3 separate regions of the Drosophila melanogaster genome follow, and all the other regions are linked to region 3. A link is a contact called in public Hi-C data. All regions are on one chromosome and are shown on one strand. Each heading gives the region's core, a stretch centred on a gene start, on an enhancer-like site or on the middle of the called end of the contact. The rest is flanking DNA. Distances are from core to core; before and after follow the strand shown. Region 1 holds the start of lncRNA:CR43493 (long non-coding RNA:CR43493). Region 2 holds the start of CG14613. Region 3 holds the start of fog (folded gastrulation).

Region 1 (4,141 bases), core at 121-2,620, 360 kb after region 3:
ATTCCGGCGTAGACTATCACGACTACCATGGCGTCTTCTGGCTAAAGTTCCATCAGATGGCACTGCGTCCAAGCTGTGGAGACGATTGGTTTGAGGATCCTGGGAACCACCACTTTCCGCGCACCCAGAGCCGGCCAAAAATGCGCTTGCTGTCACCGCAGCTTCAGCGGACGCCGCGGTTGCTTGGAGTTTTTTCTTATGTCGCTGGTGACGAGATCGGAGCTTCTTGAGACGCCACCAGTCTTTGAACCAAGTCCACTCCATTGTGGTGGTAGCTCAGTTTCTTTTTGGCCAAATCTGACTGTTTACCCAGGACGGTAACTTAGAAACTTGTTTTATATTCCGTTATTTTAACATTTGGGCTTCTCGTTTGAGGGTACTTTATTTATAAACAATCAAATTGTTTATTAGGGCTTGTCAAATATTTTTTACGCATCGTCCGAAATATTAGCCGGATTTAGCTGCAATTTAGCAATCCGTCGTCGAATAAAATGGATAGATAGTGCGGAAACTAAACCGTTCGTGCTTATCGGTCGGATTCTACAAAACCAGATGACCTAACCCGAACAAATACTGAAAACGCAAACCGACGGGGTCGGCGTATAACGCCCGTTCCGTGCAACGCGGCCAACTGACTAACGGAACTGAAAAAACGGTTTGTTGCTTTGGATCGCTGGGGATCGCTGGGGATCGTATCGGTATCGGATTGTTTCCGAGCGTACGGCCCCATTCGTCTGTGCGCCCACTCACTCAGGGGAGAATCCGATCAGCCAGAGACGACGTAAAACAGAAAGAGAAGTGATCGCACAAAGAGCCAGATGGATAATACACTGTGAAGAAATGCTTTCGTTTTGGATCTGGATTTGATTGCGATTTTCAGCACGATTTCGAACATAAATACGAACTGTAAATATATCGACCTGTCTTTATAAAAAAACATTCTTTCCTAGAAAGGTTTTGTACGAATAAATTTGGATATTTTTCTTAAAGCTTTTGAGTTTTTCTTACTCTTTTATATACTATATTGTATATATATTGTATATACAATAAAAAACATATTAGGCTATTATGTTAAATACAGTCACACAGTTAAATTGCAGTCACACATATTACAAATGTGAATTATACATGCTAAAGTTCGCATTGCAACAGATGCAGTTATTTAATTAGAAGTTTTACAAAGCCCCAAAGGTAATTATTAATTTAAAATTTTCAGTGCATGAAGATACCTAGAGCGGGAGAACGACGAAAAGGCGTTCTCTGTGTATAATTGCTTCGACATGTTATCATCGTCGCTCTCATTTGTTAAACTTAACTTCAACTTATATAGCGTATACGTCCGGCCGATCGGCCAGTGTTAATGAAAGCGACAACAAAGACAACGAGAGCTACACAAAGAGCAGCGACGAAAATCGGTAATCGGTAACCGGTAACTGCGGTCGGTGGAGCAGATAAGACTTCCAGTGATAAGGGCGCTACGGCTCGTAAAACACACATCTGCCTTAGAAATCCAAGCTCCAAAGTAAATATTTTCTCTATGTATAGAACCCGTCGCTGGCGACCACTAGCAGGCGCCATTCAAGCGATGTTCCCCATCAATTATGACCTTCACGTATCTTTCCTCTGAGATCTCTGTTTCCCCGAACTTAAAGATGAAAATTAGATGATATACATACAAAGATATAAAGATCAGACAAAAAAAGAAAGGGAGGTCTATAAGACGGGTTCACTATTAAGCCCTCAATTAATAAAATTGGTATATCTTTTACGATTTTATTCGGTTTTACCTACACTTGTAGACTAGCAAGCCCCGAACACTTTATATTGTTTGTAATGAAACTCTAAAACTCGTTTTTATTATTTAAAAAAGTCTATATTAGTAGCTTAAAAAAGAAATGAGTTTGGGGAAAAAAAAATTTGAAATTTGAAAGCTGGAATCGTTTGCCCATGTTTGCCCACCGATAAGTTTTTTTTTGCCTTCGTTTAGTTTTCGAGATCTGAAATTTCGAAAAAGTTCGAAAAATTTCGAAAATCAAAAAGTGTCTTTTTTCAAAAATTTTTTTTAAATTGTAATAACATCCTTTGCTTACGTTTGCCCATCCCTTTGAATTAAAAAAAAGTTATTATTTAGAAAATATAAGACATTAAAGGCAATATCGAGCAATATTTCTTCCTAATAAATAAATAACATTCAATTAAATACAAAATTTTAGTGTTTTCAAACACCCGATATAAGACAGCTACTATTTACATATCGGTTTTTCTGATTAATTGAACTTTCAGCGTTTCCCCGATTGCCAGACGTACTGAGCATCGATTTAAACATTGACGAACATCCAATTTTAAGAGTTCTAGGGCATAATTCTTAACTCTTAAAATTGGATGTACAATTCACTTTTTGATATATCACTATTCCAGTACTATTTCACTACGTTTTTATATTTCTCATATAGCCACCCAAAAATATGAAATGGATAAATTAAGTTTCGCCCAAGAACAGTCCCAAAGATTCTCTTTAAATCTCCAACTTTGACGAAAACTTTACTTTATACAAGCAAACGAGCACTTACATATACATATGTATGTATAATACATACAGTTTATCTAAACAAAATGGTTCGATACCATCGAAACCATCGAAAACTAACCGTTCTAAAACCACTCCGCTTGAAAGTCGAACCTGGTCTACGAATCTGAGAATGCAAGTGGTCCCTCGTCGGAGCTACTCGAGATTCCAGACGTAGTCGGAAGCCAAAAGCAAACAAATTAAGCAAACAAATGGCATAACCGGGTAATTAATTAATGCAGCCAAGAAACCGAAAACGTAATTAGAACACAGCGCGCCCACCAATTGCTTAAACAATCAAAGCGTAACGGTAACCAAAAAATGTAGATTGTTTAAAACCAGTTACCTAGCGAGCAAAATAGCGCAACATTAAAGAAATGAAAACAAGTGCAAAACCGACGAATCACCGGATGGGAAAACGATGAGGAGCGCGGCTCCAACTCGCTGACGTCTGTCTCTGGATTTTCGCGGGCGGTAAGAAGAGCAGCGGATGGGCGGGAGAAAAGGGATAACAGATAGTAAATGTGGGATCTACGCACAAAAATAAACAGTGCACTGAGAGAAAATTACACTACATTCCGATTTATGTTTGTAAATCTAATTCTGCTCTTTAGGATTTGAGCTCAAAGAAGCTGGCGTCGAAAAAATCGAATTTTTGAAACTTGAAAGCTGGAATCGTTTGTCCATGTTTGCCCAGTCCAGTTTTCGACATCTGAATTTGTAGTAAAAGTTCGACAATTTTCGAAAATCAAAAAGTTTACTTTTTTCATAATTTTTTTTAATTGCAATAACCCGTTTGCCCATCCTTTAGAATTTTGAAAAATGTATACGTTAGAAAATATAAGACATTCAGGTTAATCTCGGTCTACTCAGAAAATAAAGCGTTTGCCCATCTCTTATAACTAAATATTATAAAAAAAAATGTTTACTTTTTTCATCGTTGTGGTGGCTATTCACAACGCCAACTATCTAATTGCGACTTAAAAAAATTTTCATTTTCAATTTTCGAACTTTTTGAAAATTCAGATCTCGAAAACTGGACGTGGGCAAAAAAAACTTTATCGGTGGGCAGACCAACTCTCCAGCTTTCAAATTTCAAAAATTCGATTTTTATTATTATTATTCATTATTTTATCAAATTCATAATATTCTAAGACATTTGTTATTTTATTTCCCAGTTGCTTGTTTTTAAATTTCCTCTCTCAAAGATTTTGTAATATTCCTAGTTATTTTTAAACAGTTTGGGGGCAGTTTTGTTTATATTATTTTTTCGAGTGTAGACCGCAACGCACCGCCCACATTTGGAGTGAAGCTTACGTGCGTCAGCCAGCGACGTCCGCCAAAACGCCACTCTCCCTGCCACGAATTTATCGATGCTGTTGCTCATTACTCTTTGGACTGTTGTTTGGTTATCTCTTCGCTGGAAGGGTGCTCAAGGGATGTAAATTATGTTTATTCCAAAACCACACACACAAACACACATTAGAAAACGAGTAAAAGAGCCGAGAGCAAAAGCTTTTGGCATTGACATTGAACAGTCAGCTGTTGGGAAGAAGCAAAGGAATGAGAAGAATT
Region 2 (4,084 bases), core at 1,355-3,854, 380 kb after region 3:
GGAAGTATTAGCAATCAACATTGAATTCAACGTTTCTTGAATGAGGTTCTGACTACATTATGCAAATTGTACCACTCACCATGGTAGGTGCTCAGCACGGCCCTCGTCTTCATGTCTACATGCTCGCTAAGCGGGAGGCGAGCGGTAGTCAGCCCCGCCGACGTGGCCCTCGAGTGGCACAGGCCCTTGAAGTGATTGTGGTCCACCAGGCCACCGATGACGTAGGTGCAGCCGGGCTGCAGCTTGTCCAACACCCGATCCGACTCGCAGGTGAGGTAGACCAGTTGGCTATGCTCGAAAATATCGGTGTGCCCGCGATCGAAGTAGTACTGCACGTGCCAGTTCTCCCAGCCTTCGTTCTTCTTGAATGACTCGTGGATGTGACCGTTGCGCCGGATGCCTGTGAAGTGCAGATTGCCCGGCTGTGGGCTGCGCCGATTAATGGTGTAGATGCGAAGGCACTGCTTCACGCACTTGACGATGTCCCGTTCCTGCATCAGATCGTCGTAGTCCAGATCTATAGCGACCGAGAGGCCAGACTTTCCGCCGTCTGCCAACTGGCGTTTCTTCAGCTCCTTGCGGGAGGGTCCCGTCCGGACGGGCAGACCCAGCTCCTTGGCCTCCCGCCGCTTCTGCTTTTTCTTCTCACGCTCCCGTTCGCGTCGCAGCTTCCGGAGTTCGGCAAACTCCGCCAGCTTTCGCTGCTTCTTAAGCTGATTTTTGCTCATCGGCGTGCCGGGCGTTGTGCCCGGGCAATTGTTCAGGCTAAGCATCGCCGGGGTCACCTCCTTGAGAGCCTTTTCTGTCGTATCCATTGATCTTGTTACTAGATTTTTTGTTGTGTTTTACGTTACCGCTACCCTCGTGTATTTAAAAGTAGTTCAATTGGCTAAGAAAATTGAATATTGCCAGCAGCTGATTTAACAGCGTTTTCAGCGTGCTGCGCCTAACAGCACTCTGTTACGTGGGGAACACGCTTGAAAGCCCAAGCTAGCTGAAATCCCCTTATTCCATTGTCATATTTTGACAATTTTTCTAAATTCTACATTTACATAGTTTATATAAGAATTTTTAAATTCTTAGTATTTATGCGGATATGAGTTTATTTGTGACTGACTCAATGATCATGCATAGTTGCGGATATTTGCGGATTTTCATAAATTTTTCGCATAATAAGTCGGTCTGAACGGTTGAAAATTTTATTTTTACGTCCTTCTCCACATTTTGAATCCAATCTGCCCTCGTTTTTTGCGCGATTAATAACATTTTAAATTGTTCTCCGCGATGCAGAAAACATTTCTGACAATTCTTTAACAAATTTTCCCAAATGGTGATTATAAAAAATCAGTTAAACTACTTCAAAACTCAATCGTTTGCCAGGCATTTTTAAATTTTACAAAACTAACTTGAACAATGCTCAATTTGGCAAATTTCAAAACCAAATCTGCCACCCACACAACGCATAAAGCGTAAATGACGATTATGTATCGTTTGATTATCGAAATTCCTCGGAATAGGAGCAAAATAGAAAACAAAAGAAAAGTGTGCAAACAATTTCTTTACAGTGTGAAATCTGTGCAAGCTTAGATTTAGTTGTTTTTCTCGTTCATTGTTAATAGTTTTGTTATTATTTTTTACATATTGATAAAAAACATATAAAAAAATAAATGGAAATAAAAAAAATCCATAAAGGTAAACAAAAAGCCCTTAATATTGCATTGAAAGGCAGAAAATACAATTTATTTTCATTGTGCAAACAATTTCTTGACTATCTGTATGTAGTGTGCAATTCATAATGCGCTCACGAAAAATATGCATAGAGTGGATGGGCGATTAGATCCCGTTACTTTCGGTAGAAGACATTCGCATTGTACAGGAACAATTTTTTTTCAACAGTGTAGAATTGTATCTATGTATTTGTTGAATTGTACAATAGTTTTTTGTGTACCTATACATGTACTTATTTGTTATTTGCATTGGCTTATCCGTTAAATTGGCCACTAAAATTATGTACTGAAATTATATCCAAAAGAAATCCAAATGTTTTTTTAAAACGTGGTCGTGGCGATTTTCCGGCTTTTATATTCGAAGCAAACAACATATGTACATATCTTAATGTTGAGATCGCTTAGTAAGGATTTTTATTTTTCAACAAATTAGGTTTACCCTTCTTATCAATGGGTATAAATACATACATATGTCGCAGATCATTTAAATATAACGACATTTCTAGTAATTGCGCGTTTCTGCTTGGCACGCGCCTTTTCTATTCTTTTGATGCGCGGCAGAGACTCTTCGACAAATATGTACATATCTCACGCATCCTAAGCCCTTTGGTTAATGCAATTAAATATCAAGGGCGTAAAAGTTTAAGAAGATTCATTTCTCCTTATAAGATCTAAATCGTTGAGGCCCAGATATGTAATCTTGGTTAAGACTGGTGCTATCTTTAAACAATAGCTATTTGAGAGACCTTAAGGATAATTCGATTTTAAACTACTCAGCAATTTGTTAGTTGAGAAATACAAATGCGTAGAATTGAAAATAGAAAAGCTTTTTATGCCTACTATCGCCAGCCCTGTTACTTAACATCTAGTGCTTTTTCTCAGTTATCGAAAACCGATAGCCCGATGACTGCAGCAGGCCAGGTGAAATCAGAAGATATTTAATAAACTGAATTGAGCCGGCTCTGCGTGGGAACGTGCGTGTGGAATAGTCCCCAGGAGAATCGGGAAGTGGTAAATCTTGAGCCGCTGCTGCCAATAGAAGAGCACCCTCTGCGAGGACCAGCCCGGCACGTTGCATATTGGTTAATTCCTGTAGAGTATTGGCCAATACAGGTTCAATTATGGCAACAGTGGTCTTTCTGTCGCGCCAGCGATTGCTTGCCTGCTCCTTGCGGCTGTTCGGTGGCGCCCACTCAAGGTGCCTGTCGACGATGTCCGAGACTAGTCCAACAAGTCTGGCTAGTGATTCCTGGCCTCTCGCGAATCGCCGTAACCTGCTCCTGCCCACCGTCAACATCCGCTTCAACCACAAGTCGGCGAACCCGGCGGCGGCTGCACCAGCGCCCGCCATTAACAACTCGTCAGCCGGCGGCAAGGATTTGAAGGCCACCAACAGCACCACCTCCAGCGAACTCTTTGGCGAGGCGGCAAACATGGGTTTGTTCGCCAAGTTCAAGCACATGTACAAACAGTACTGGTACGTGCTCATCCCGGTGCACGTGCTCACGTCAGTGGGCTGGTTTGGAGGCTTCTACTACCTGTCAAAGAGGTGCGTACCATACCCCAGAAACCGTTCCGTTCAAACCCTATATGAATCCCTCCCATTGCAGTGGCGTCGATGTGCCCGCTTTGCTGCAGTACATCCACTTGAGCGAGAACATCATTGAGAAGGTGCAGGGCTCGGATATGGGGCACTACGCCATCGCCTATCTGTGCTATAAAGTGGCCACGCCCCTGCGCTACGCCCTTACTTTGGGTAAGCTTCAGCTTTGACTAACATCAGATGCCTTTTTTCAAAAAACTTTATTGTGGCCTTTTGATGCGAACTTCTTTGGAACAGATTATGCTAAAATTTCACGCATAACTTAAATTTTTGTAATAAGAATCATTTAAGCTTATCCGCTTTAACCGTTTTGCAGGGTGTACAACCGTATCCATTAAGTACCTGGTGCAACACGGCTACATTAAGCCCATGCCCACAAAAAGCGAGCTAATAAAGATGTACGAGGACAAGAAGGCCACCCGGGCAAGCGCTAAGGCGGACAAGGCAGAGAAGGACGAGAGAGAATGATCCACGGCCACGGGCAAACACATTCCGACTTCAGTGGTGTCGTTGCCTTTGCCACAGTCACTAGATCCTAAACCGCCGCCGCCGCTGCTGCCACTGTCAATGCCCCAAGGGATCGGCGACCAGCAGCGACCGGACGCCGGCGAGCGGCGAGCAGTTGACCTGTTGTCTTTTTTGTTAAACTGCCGCCGTTCTTGCTGGCACTGGTGCTCAAACGAACATAACTCTTGTCCGGAATCACAGTCGATCGCAGAAGCCGCAGCCACCGCACTGAGTTGCCGATGCACAC
Region 3 (3,920 bases), core at 936-3,435:
TTTTTCCACAGAGACACAAATTTGTTCGAAAGTGAAAACTAGAACATTAAAAAAGTGAAAATAATTAGCATAGTGGGGAGGGGACATAATACGCTGGACGGGAAAAATGTAGAAAGAAATTAATTTTCATTGAAAATTCAAATGCCACTCGAAAAGGTCAGCGAAAGGGGGTGGGGTCTGAAAAAGGAAGGGAAGAAGCAGCAGCGAAGGCAAACAATCGAGAGAAAACGAAATTTTTTAATTGATTTCACTTAAATCACTTTTGCTTCACAACAACGCAGCATCTGCGCAAGAAGAAGGAAAAGTACGAAAACACATTTCGGTATTTTTTCTTATTTGTTTAACTTTTGTTTCTTCGATTTTTAGTTTTTGGGCGAATGACCGAAGACGAGCCCCGCACACTTGACCATCGCATCGATAAGTCCATACGAAGGGAAGACGGCGAAGAATGAGAGAATAGGGAAATGGGGATGATCCCAATTCGTACACTTGGCAAAATACCCTTAGTTTAGTTGTGGTCATTTTTAGTTCCCTAAGCTAACTCTGTAAATTTATTTTTTAAAGTAATGATCTATATCATCTACATAAAATTGCTTTTATTCATGAATTTTAGCCGGAATCACTGCATAAAAAATAAAGGGAATTCACCTTAATCAAATCGAAATTGAAACGCTGTAAACGACAAAGTGGCCTTAATTGGCCATTATGTTGGCCTAAACACCGGCACAGGCTCAAGTGGCGGCTAAAATTACCAAGAAGTGCGATTTGCGATTCAGTGCCCAATGATGATGACGGGGAACAAAACCATGACTGCTATCAACTTCAATTAGGTTTCGAGGAAATCCATCTCCGACTTTCCAGCTTTTCCGAGATATTTTTATTAAGCCGGCCACTCCAGTTAGCCTTACATATTTCCGAATGTTAGTAGTGTCTGTAGGGGTCTACCGAACTCGGACAAAATTGAAAATAAAAATTTTATTTAATAAGGTACATACATACATACATAGTACATATGTAAATAGAAACAAACAGCCAACGGAAAATTACCAGGAAGAGCCGTACTGCCTTTTTAAATTGAACAACTAGCAGCATTCAGAAAAAATTAAAAGCAGAGAACATCATTAATCATCCTTTGCAGGCGGCCAAAAGAGAGCATCTCCCTAATTGAGAACAAGAGAACATAACAGAAGAAAATGTTAATCATGTATGGGAAAAACAAAAAAGAAAAGAGAATTGTCGAGAAGAGTAAAAGGGTATACTAGATTCGTTAAAAAGAATGTAACAGGGAGAAGGAAGCGTTTTCAACCATATATGTATATGTATATGTACATGTACTTGTATATGTACATGTGTATATATGTATCGTGATCAGGATCAATCAGGACCAGTCGAACTGGTCATGTCCGTCTGTCTGTCCGTCCGTATGAACGTCGAGATATCAGAAAATATAAAAGCTAGATTCTAGAGACATTAGACGCAGCGAAAGTTTGTTCCCCATGATGCCACGCCCACAAACCTCCCAAAACTGCCACGCTCACACCTTTGCATAATGTTTTGATAGTTTTCCATATTTCTATGACTCTTGTTAATTTTTATCGATATGATAAAAATTCCCACTCTAATGCACCAAAACTGACACTCCCACACTTTTGAGAAATGATTTAATTTTTTTGTATTAAACCAGTTGTTTTTCCAATTTATAGATATGCCGAAGATATGCTATCTTAAACCGCCCAATATATCCTGCCCAGACCTTAGAGAATTAAAATTAATTTTTTCCCACCAATTTCTACTAATGTTCGTGAAAAATGTTGAAAAGTCTCGTCCCACTTGGACTTGCTGAATAACGGGTATCTGATAGTCGGGGAACTCGACTATAGCGTTCTCTCTTGTTTTAAATTAATGACATACATACTCAAAACAATGCACGATCAAAACAGCAAAATGATTTCTTTGTGCAGTTGCAACTTAAGAGCAATGAAAACTGAGCGCGGCTTCAGCGCGCTCTTTGAAAAGAGTTCCCTAATGCCGCGCATCGGCTCTTTTCTCTCGGCTAAGATCATTGTCGAACGCGCGTACATATACATATATACAGTACATGTATATTTATATCTGACCACTCTCTGTCTGTCGCAGCGACTGCGGCGCCGACGTCGACGCCTGCGACGACACGTTTCGAAGCCGCTTCTCATTCAAAAAACAACTGTGAACGTGATCGGTAACGGTGCGTGTTCTCTTGTCCGCCCGCTACAGTCTCTTCAAAAAAAAAAACTTAAAAGAAATGAGGGGGGAAGAAAGCGGATAAAAATCACCAACAATAGTAGCAAATGAAAAAAGTAAAGTAACACTATCATTTCGATTGAATTTGTAACATAAATTCGATATTTAAGAGACATGTGCAATCGGTCAAAACGTGGCGCATATAACTTAAAAGCAAATAGTAACATGGGAATATAAATTTGTAATATACATAAATATCTTCTGATTGTGTCCCTTAAAAACGTTTCTTCGTGTGCTTTTATTTTATCTAAATTTGACCCGATTTTAATTTGAATTTGAACAAGAACCTAAACTAAAACAAAACAAAAAAACATTCGAATGCTTATCTGTAAAAGGAAACAGGAAAGAGAGAACGAACGAAGTGAAAATAAAGTAGAATAAAATAAAATACATACTACGAGGCATGTATAAATATACTACGCTTTTGTGTTTATACTACATTGTGAAACAGTTGTCGTTGTACTTGTTGTTGTCTTTACAGCAACAGGCGTCCGATAATTTATAATCTTAAAAATATATGTGCGCCGTACATATAGATTCGCCTACTGAAAAACCCGAGATCAACTTTAAAATACTAGTACCAACCATAATTTGAAGCTTAGCTTTGAGTTATAAATATTTAGTTAACGTTATTTCACAATGATATATATTAAATATCTACAATATTTCACAATCTTAAGCTATTTTCGGTGCACATGTAGGCATTATTTTTGAATTGCACTCAATGTTGCATACAAAATAATTCTCTTTCGTTTTTCCCAAACAGGATGTTACCATTGATACCTTTTGAAGTCGATTTGTTGTAGTGTGTTTTTTTTTCGTGTGCGCAAAAGTCTTTGTGAATTATATGATAATACATGTGATACAGTTGGAGAAATAAAATAGATAAATCAACAAAATCGAATACAAAACCGTGTTGTCCTAATGAGCCTAACAACTGCAGCGAAAAATGAAAGGCAGCCAGCGACGGGAAAACTTTAAGCAACTGAAAAAAATTTAGTATCTTACAAGTTTGAACTGGCTCTTACCAGCAAGCCAATCAACACATACATATAAAATTCTTAATAAACCAAACAAAAAATTAAGCTCAACCGCCATCAAATCGAAATTCAAAACGAGCCAATTTGTGGTGTTTATTATTTATTTGTATGCTAATTTATTTTTACAACAACTTGATATTAACCCACAATCAAAGAAAAACAAAAGTGGGGAAAAGACAAAGAAGAAGCAACTAAAAGCAAAAGCAGCGCACCTTCTTCGGCATCTTTGTTTTGGGATATAAAACAGCAAAAGTAAGTGGATTGTATGTATTTTTATTTAACGTTTATGTGTGTTTTATAATGCCCATCGAATAACCCATTATTACTTTGCGCTGCGAAACTTGTTTCTTAATGCAAATTAAATTGAAAGGAAGCCAGCGAAATGTATACAGCCCAGAAAATTTGGATAACAGATTCGAAACCCACAGTATCTCGTTTCTGGTACTCCTTATTATCCTGCTTCATTATTTCCTGGGTATCAGGATGTCTCGTTTTCGTGGGCTTATCCTAGCGGTTTTTCCGGTCTCACGCCCGATGCTGACCTTCTGACTCTGCGGATGTGGGAAATCTAGCCATTCTGCAGATACAGAGCTGGCTCTT

What was found. A called contact is a pair of places that touch in the nucleus more often than the background predicts.
Region 1: a contact with region 3 is called in a Hi-C map of the Kc167 cell line, with 2.8 times the contacts expected there. The contact joins the promoter of lncRNA:CR43493 here to the promoter of fog in region 3. A contact is called at or near these places in 9 of 107 Hi-C or Micro-C datasets (the Kc167 cell line, the ML-DmBG3-c2 cell line, the OSC cell line and 3 more) and 2 of 6 datasets of contacts at active chromatin or transcription factors (both in the Kc167 cell line).
Region 2: a Hi-C map of the Kc167 cell line shows a contact between it and region 3, with 6 times the contacts expected there. The contact joins the promoter of CG14613 here to the promoter of fog in region 3. A contact is called at or near these places in 2 of 107 Hi-C or Micro-C datasets (the Kc167 cell line and the S2 cell line) and 2 of 6 datasets of contacts at active chromatin or transcription factors (both in the Kc167 cell line).

What each region holds. Positions count from the first base shown.
Region 1 is chrX:22,488,101-22,492,241 of dm6, reverse strand. It overlaps lncRNA:CR43493 (long non-coding RNA:CR43493), which reads left to right and starts at 1,370. Exons shown (of 2, transcript NR_047862.1): 1 at 1,370-1,522; 2 at 2,454-4,141. The region is part of intron 1 of l(1)G0196 (lethal (1) G0196); the gene reads right to left.
Region 2 is chrX:22,470,541-22,474,624 of dm6, reverse strand. It overlaps CG14613, which reads left to right and starts at 2,604. Exons shown (of 4, transcript NM_001272843.1): 1 at 2,604-3,276; 2 at 3,338-3,483; 3 at 3,647-4,084. The coding sequence starts at 2,849. The coding sequence ends at 3,798. It overlaps CG14618, which reads right to left and starts at 927. Exons shown (of 2, transcript NM_134620.4): 1 at 80-927. The coding sequence starts at 815.
Region 3 is chrX:22,853,459-22,857,378 of dm6, reverse strand. fog (folded gastrulation) reads left to right here and starts at 2,185. Exons shown (of 3, transcript NM_001272855.2): 1 at 2,185-2,336. The region is part of intron 1 of CG42346; the gene reads right to left.